2 separate regions of the Anas platyrhynchos genome follow, and region 1 is linked to region 2. A link is a contact called in public Hi-C data. All regions are on one chromosome and are shown on one strand. The core of a region is the stretch at or near the end of the contact, and the rest is flanking DNA. Distances in the headings are between cores, read along the strand shown. Region 1 holds the start of C24H1orf122 (chromosome 24 C1orf122 homolog). Region 2 holds the start of SNIP1 (Smad nuclear interacting protein 1).

Region 1 (3,003 bases), core at 85-2,584, 210 kb before region 2:
AAAACGAGCCTCCTCTGGTCCAGATGGCAGCTTTAGCATCCTTGAGTGGAAGGTGTTAGTCGTTAGGCACTTTGCAATAAATACAGTGGGAACTCAGAGGATGTTACCAGCTACAAGGAACACAGACTGCATGAATCAGGCTTCAGGGCAGCAAAACATTCCTGTGCAAAAAATGCAGGTGAAAGGCAGCTGCAGACCTATGAACGCTGCAACCTGTGGCTGGTTCGTGCACCTCAGCTCACGCATCTTTTACTTCAGGAGCCCCCTTATCAGAGATATCGGGGTCACTGCCCACAGAACAATTCACAGCTTTCATGCTTTTAACATCGAGTTAGTCATTAACTGTTCCTGATCCTGTTAACAGTGGACTCAGGGAAAGAGTCAACACTTGAGACAAACTAGCACAATCTGTTTAGATCTATGGCCTCCACATGAGCAGCAGCCAGCCTCTTCTTAGGCAGGGCATCTGATAACAACCCCCAATCTTGCTTTAAGTGCAAATCGAGCAAGATATGATATCAGTGCAAGACAAGAAAGCAAATTCCAAGGCCACAACTGGGGGAATAAGCTACATTCCCTGACTTCATAATAGAGTTGTATTATTATTATAATTTATTCCTGGCGTTATGTAAAAAGCTTTGGAGCCTTTAGCTGAACGCTTAGTCCCTCTTAGTTGTGCTTGCACAGCTGTGCTCACATCCCAGACCCTGTACGAAGACAAACTCTCGGAGAAATCCCCCCGAGCAGGCGGAGCGCAGTCCCTTCAAGGCATTTCAGGGGTCGGCCTCCTCTTTCTCCTCCTCCTCCGCAGGCAGAGCCCTCCTGCCGCCCGGGGCGGGTTCCTGGGGAGCGAGAAAGGAAAAGAAAAACACCACTGAGCACAGCACAGCCGGCTACGGGGCTCTGGGGGGGTGGGGGGAGGAGAGGCGGCCCCGTTCTCCGCGCTTACAGCGGGCGGCGAGCGGCGGGCGGCGCCCAGGGCGGCTCTCAGCCCCTGCAGCTCCACCGCCAGCTCCTCGCAGGCCGCGATGCGGGTGCGGAGGTGCCGCTGCCGGGCCTCCAGCAGGCTCCGCAGCCCCCGCAGCCGCTCCACCTGCGGGCGGCGGAGAACAGCGGGTCACGGCGGGGCGGGGCAGGGCGAGCCGGGCAGGACCCGGTGCGTCCCGGTCCGTCCCGCTCCGTCCCTCCCTCAGGCCGGCAGCACCGACCAGGCGCGGCTCCGGCTCGCTACCCCCGGCCGCCTCCATAGCGGAGCCTCCCGCAGGCCTCACTGCTGCTTGCGTTGCCATGGCAACGGCGGCCGGAAATACGCCGCGGCTGCTTCCGGGCGGAAGCGGAAGAGGCTGCTCGGATGCTGAGGGCGCTGGCTGGGGTGGGAAGGGGCGGGGAGGGGGCACCGGGACCGGCACCGGGACCGGGACCTGGACCTGGACCGGGGCTGGGCCGCGCCTGCAGCAGCCCCCTGGTGCTCCCCGGTGCCGCCGCCGCCGCCCCGACGAGCCCCCGAGGTGCGTGGGGGGATCACGGGGAGAGGCTGAGGCCGCGGCCGGGCCTGGGCTGAGGGGAGGGGGGAGGCTGAGGGGGCCCTGAGGGGGCCCTGAGGGGGCCCTGAGGGGGCCCTGAGGGGGCCCTGAGGGGGCCCTGAGGGGGCGAGGCCGGTTCCTGCTGAGCCCCCGTCGCTGTCTCCAGGCTGGGCGGAGGTGCTGGCGGCCGCCGCCGGTGCCCTGCAGGCTGGCGGGCTGGTGGCGGTGCCCACAGACACGGTGTACGGCGTGGCCTGCCTGGCACAGGACTCCCGCGCCGTGCGGAGCATCTACGGCCTGAAGGGACGCAACGGGAGGAAGCCGCTGGCCATCTGCCTCGGGGACGTGGAGCACATCTACCGGTGAGCTGCCCACCAGGGGCCGGGGCTGCCTGGGTAGCCTGGGGCAGAGAGAGGCAGCTCCCCTCTTATTGGCCTGCAGGGCGTGAAGCTGATGGGGAAGGGCTCTTGCAGCTGCCTCTCACCTGTCCTTCATAGCCCGATTCTCCCTCCGTAGGTACTGCCATGTGAACGTGCCGGATGAGCTGTTACGGGACCTGCTCCCCGGACCTGTAACTCTGGTCCTGAAGCGATCGGAAGAACTCAACAAGGACTTGAATCCCTTCACCTCGGTAGGTCTCTGCCGTGGGATGCACCTCCGTGTCTTTGGTGGGCAGCATGCTGTTTTTATGGTTCTGTCATAGGAGCTTTCATTCTTACACGTTTTGGGTATGCTTAGCAGCGATTGGCATTTTTTGACACTTATTCTTGTGTTGCTGTGTTCCCTGTGGCTTACCTGAGCGTGGCACAACCTAGCGTTACTTGCTACGTCATGAAGTCACGTCTGTTATTACTGCCGGTGCAGCAGGTGCTGGAATATTAATTCTCTGTGCTGTCAACTGTAGTTCAAAGGCTTTAGGCAAGGCAAGATTAAAAATGGTCTGTGGTGACTGCATGTAAAACCGTGCTCTCTTCTTCCTCGTAGCTGGTTGGCGTTCGCATTCCAAACCACCCTTTTATTAGAGAGCTGGCACGAGCTTGCTCTGGACCCCTGGCTTTAACAAGTGCTAACATCAGCAGTCAGGCGAGCACGCTGACGGTTTCGGTAAGGCACTTTTTGCTACTAAGTGGGATTCTTCTGCTAGGCTGCCAGAGCCCTGGGCGCTCATGATTGGAAGTCAGTCATAACACTAAAACAAGGATTTCTCAGTTATTTCCTTTTATTTTTTTTAAGTGACAGTCAACCTGCAGACTTGTGGTGTGGGGCAGCTGTCTGGCTGTGATCTCCACCCTGAAAAGTGTGGAAGGCAGAGCTTAAAAGTAATAATTACATGCTTGTGTTTGCTTTATTAAGCAGGTACCAAATCTGAAAGACAGAAATTGCTGTAGGGGGGTGGCTGTGGAACGAGACTCCTGGTGTCTGCGCAGCTCCTTGCAGCCTGAGAACCGGCTTTAACTCCAGGAGATGTCTCTTTGCTTAC
Region 2 (2,807 bases), core at 143-2,642:
AATTGTAATTTCACGGATCAATTCATCTTTAAAGAAAAGGTACAAATTACTGAGTAACTACCTGGCATTTATCTGGGAATGCTGGAGATGCACAGGGTCCAGAAATTCTTGTTTTTTACTTATTATTTGCACCACAAGAGCAACATTGGTTTATGGGAGACGGTCCTAATTTTGATTTTGTTACTTTACAGCTACAGCACGAAGTGCAAGCAAATAAATCCATTGACATGAAGCAGTGTGGTGTATAGAAACTCTGGTAACACGTGTTTCTGTCCCAGGGAAATCATAATAGCAAAACCCTTAATACTTGTAATGATTTTATGCAATTGTCAGAAGAGGCAAGAGCCTCCAGAAGAATTCTGCTCATCCGGCATTTGGAAGATCAGTTCCAGGTCATCAGAGAAGTAAAAGTATTCAGGAGTTTTGCAGAGGATATTAGAGTATTAAAGAGTAAAGCTTTGTTTTAGGTTAGTTTAAATTAACAAGTGGGGTTATAAACAACTAAAGCAATATTAAGACTCTTTGCATCTTTTACATATACATAAGATTAGTGTTAAAACAAGTCATTTTTGTGGCAGCTTTGTGAATAATGGGACACTTAAAATGCTACATCTATAACAGCTCCCAGCATGGGCTGGGAGTGTAAGAGTCACACAGTCAGCTGCAGAGCACTGCTGGGGGGCAGGGAAAGGCAACCACGGCCTGGTATCCCCTCTTGCGGGGTTCAAGGCTGTGTGAAACCTGGCAAGAGCAGCAGTGGGGCAGACAGGGACTGAGGCAGAAGGAGAGGAGCGGTGTTGTTGTGCCCACCAGTACTGACCGAAGCACTGCGAGTAGAGCTCCCTGCGCACGGGGCAGATGCCGGTCTCCCGCGCCTGCCGCTGCTGCAGCCTCAGGTCCAGCTGCTCCTGGAGCTGCACGACGTCCAGGCGGGTGCTGGGCACGCTGGACACCTGCTGCACCCACAGCTGCTTGTCCTCCTCCCACTCCCTGCACCCAAAAAGCAGCGGGAAGGCGGGGGATGGATGGGGACCGCCGGGAGGCCCACCGGGGCCATCTCGGCGGCTCCCCCCCCGGTCTCACCGCGGCGGCAGGATGGCGTTCAGCAGCTCCTGGGGCTGCCTGCCCTCGGCGGCGGCCGCGGAAGCGGCGGGACGGGGCCGGGGCTGCGGGACGGGGCCGGGCTGCGGCGGCGTCTGCGGGGTCCCCTTCAGCGGGCGGGCCTGTGCGGGGGGACACAGAGCGCTGTGGGGCCGGGCCGGGCCTCGGGCAGCTCCCTCAGGCCTCAGCCGCGCCCCCGGGCCCCGCTCACCTCCGGGGAGCGCTTCTCGCTGCGGCGGCTGACCAGCATCGGCGGCTCGTAGCGCAGCAGCGAGTCCGGCGGCGGGATCATGGCGGCGCCCTTCTCGCTGTGGCGGCGGCGCCCTTGTTGCTATGGAAACGGCGCTGTTGCTACGGGGGAGCGGCGCTGTTGCTATGGAGACAGCGCCACCGCCCTGGAGGCTGCGTTGTTGCTATGGAGACCCCGCCCCGTGCGTCTCCCTAAGGCGCATGCGCCGTGCGGAGCTACCGGACGCCCCGGCGGAAGTCCTCCGGGGCAGGGCCGGAAGCGGAGCTCACTTCCGGCGGTGGCGGCCGGCGGCGGCGCCATGGAGGAGGCGGCGGAGCAGCGGCGGCGGCCGGAGCGGCAGCACCGGGCCGAGCAGCGGCGGCGCGGCGGGGAGGTGACGGTGAAGGCCGAAAAGCGCAGCCCGCGGCGCTCCGCGTCCCGCTCGGCGCGGGGGGGCAGCCAGTCGCCGCCGACCGACGAGCGGCGGGGAGGCCGCGGGGGCAGCAGCAGGTAGGCAGGCCCGGCCGGTGGCTGCGGGCCCGGCGCTGTGCCCGGCCCGGTTCCTGCCTCTCACGGCTCCTCCTCTCCTTGCCTTAAAGGTCGCCCAAGCGGCGGAGCCGGACCGGCCGCCGGAGCAGGTCCCCGCGCGGCAGGCGGAGCCGCAGCCCGCACCACGGCACGGTGAAGGTGAAGCAGGTAAATGGAGGCGTTAACGGATTAACGGGCGGGCACGGTGCTGGGCGCTGTCCGCGGCTTGGTTCGGCCCGCCGGGCTCCTCCTGCGGCTTCCGAGAGGCTCGGCTGGGGGAGGTCCGGAAACTGGCTTCAGGTCCGGCAGTTTTCTTCCTCAAATCCTTGTAAAAATGCCTCGAGAATAAAAAGATTCTCATAGGGTAACGTCTCACTGCTCCACGCTTCGAGTGTTGCTGTAAGTAGTTCAGTGTTCCTGCCTGCTTGTGAGTCCAGCCTTGGTCACTTTTGCCAAAGTAAATTTTCTGCGTCTTTGATCTAATTCTAATACCTCACCCTAAGTGCTCCTTCCCTACAGGAGCGAGACGAACATCCTCGTAGAGGAAATGAGGAGCGAAAGCAGAAATACCCATCAGAGCAGGAGCACAGGCGAGACAGAAGTGGTGACAGAGATAGGCACAGAGATCACGCAGACAGAAGGAAAAATCCCAGTGAAAGGCCTGGAGGTCGAGGCCACGAGCGAGAGAGGGATGCTCAGAACATACGTGAGCAGCAAGCAGAGAGAGAGTTTTATAACGAGAGAAGGCGAGAGCACCGGCAAAACAACGAAGGGAGCAGCGTTGACCAGAATCCAGAACTCGGGCAGTCTGATAACAAACCAAAAGACAAAGCTGCGGTAAAGAAAGAAAAACCGAGCTTTGAACTGTCTGGGGCCCTTCTGGAGGACACCAACACCTTCCGAGGGGTTGTGATCAAGTACAGTGAGCCCCCTGAGGCTCGGATCCCAA

Evidence for each region. A called contact is a pair of places that touch in the nucleus more often than the background predicts.
Region 1: a contact with region 2 is called in a Hi-C map of liver, with 1.9 times the contacts expected there. The contact joins the promoter of C24H1orf122 here to the promoter of SNIP1 in region 2. A contact is called at or near these places in 3 of 8 Hi-C or Micro-C datasets (liver, skeletal muscle and subcutaneous adipose tissue).

The regions. Positions count from the first base shown.
Region 1 is chr24:3,168,654-3,171,656 of IASCAAS_PekinDuck_T2T, reverse strand. C24H1orf122 (chromosome 24 C1orf122 homolog) reads right to left here and starts at 1,334. Exons shown (of 3, transcript XM_072027546.1): 1 at 1,209-1,334; 2 at 950-1,093; 3 at 309-842. The coding sequence starts at 1,289. The coding sequence ends at 774. YRDC (yrdC N6-threonylcarbamoyltransferase domain containing) reads left to right here and starts at 1,337. Exons shown (of 5, transcript XM_072027544.1): 1 at 1,337-1,508; 2 at 1,690-1,885; 3 at 2,040-2,154. The coding sequence starts at 1,352.
Region 2 is chr24:2,955,104-2,957,910 of IASCAAS_PekinDuck_T2T, reverse strand. SNIP1 (Smad nuclear interacting protein 1) reads left to right here and starts at 1,392. Exons shown (of 4, transcript XM_027444059.3): 1 at 1,392-1,840; 2 at 1,930-2,026; 3 at 2,378-2,807. The coding sequence starts at 1,392. It overlaps DNALI1 (dynein axonemal light intermediate chain 1), which reads right to left and starts at 1,453. Exons shown (of 6, transcript XM_027444060.3): 1 at 1,313-1,453; 2 at 1,084-1,223; 3 at 821-990; 4 at 1-26. The coding sequence starts at 1,393.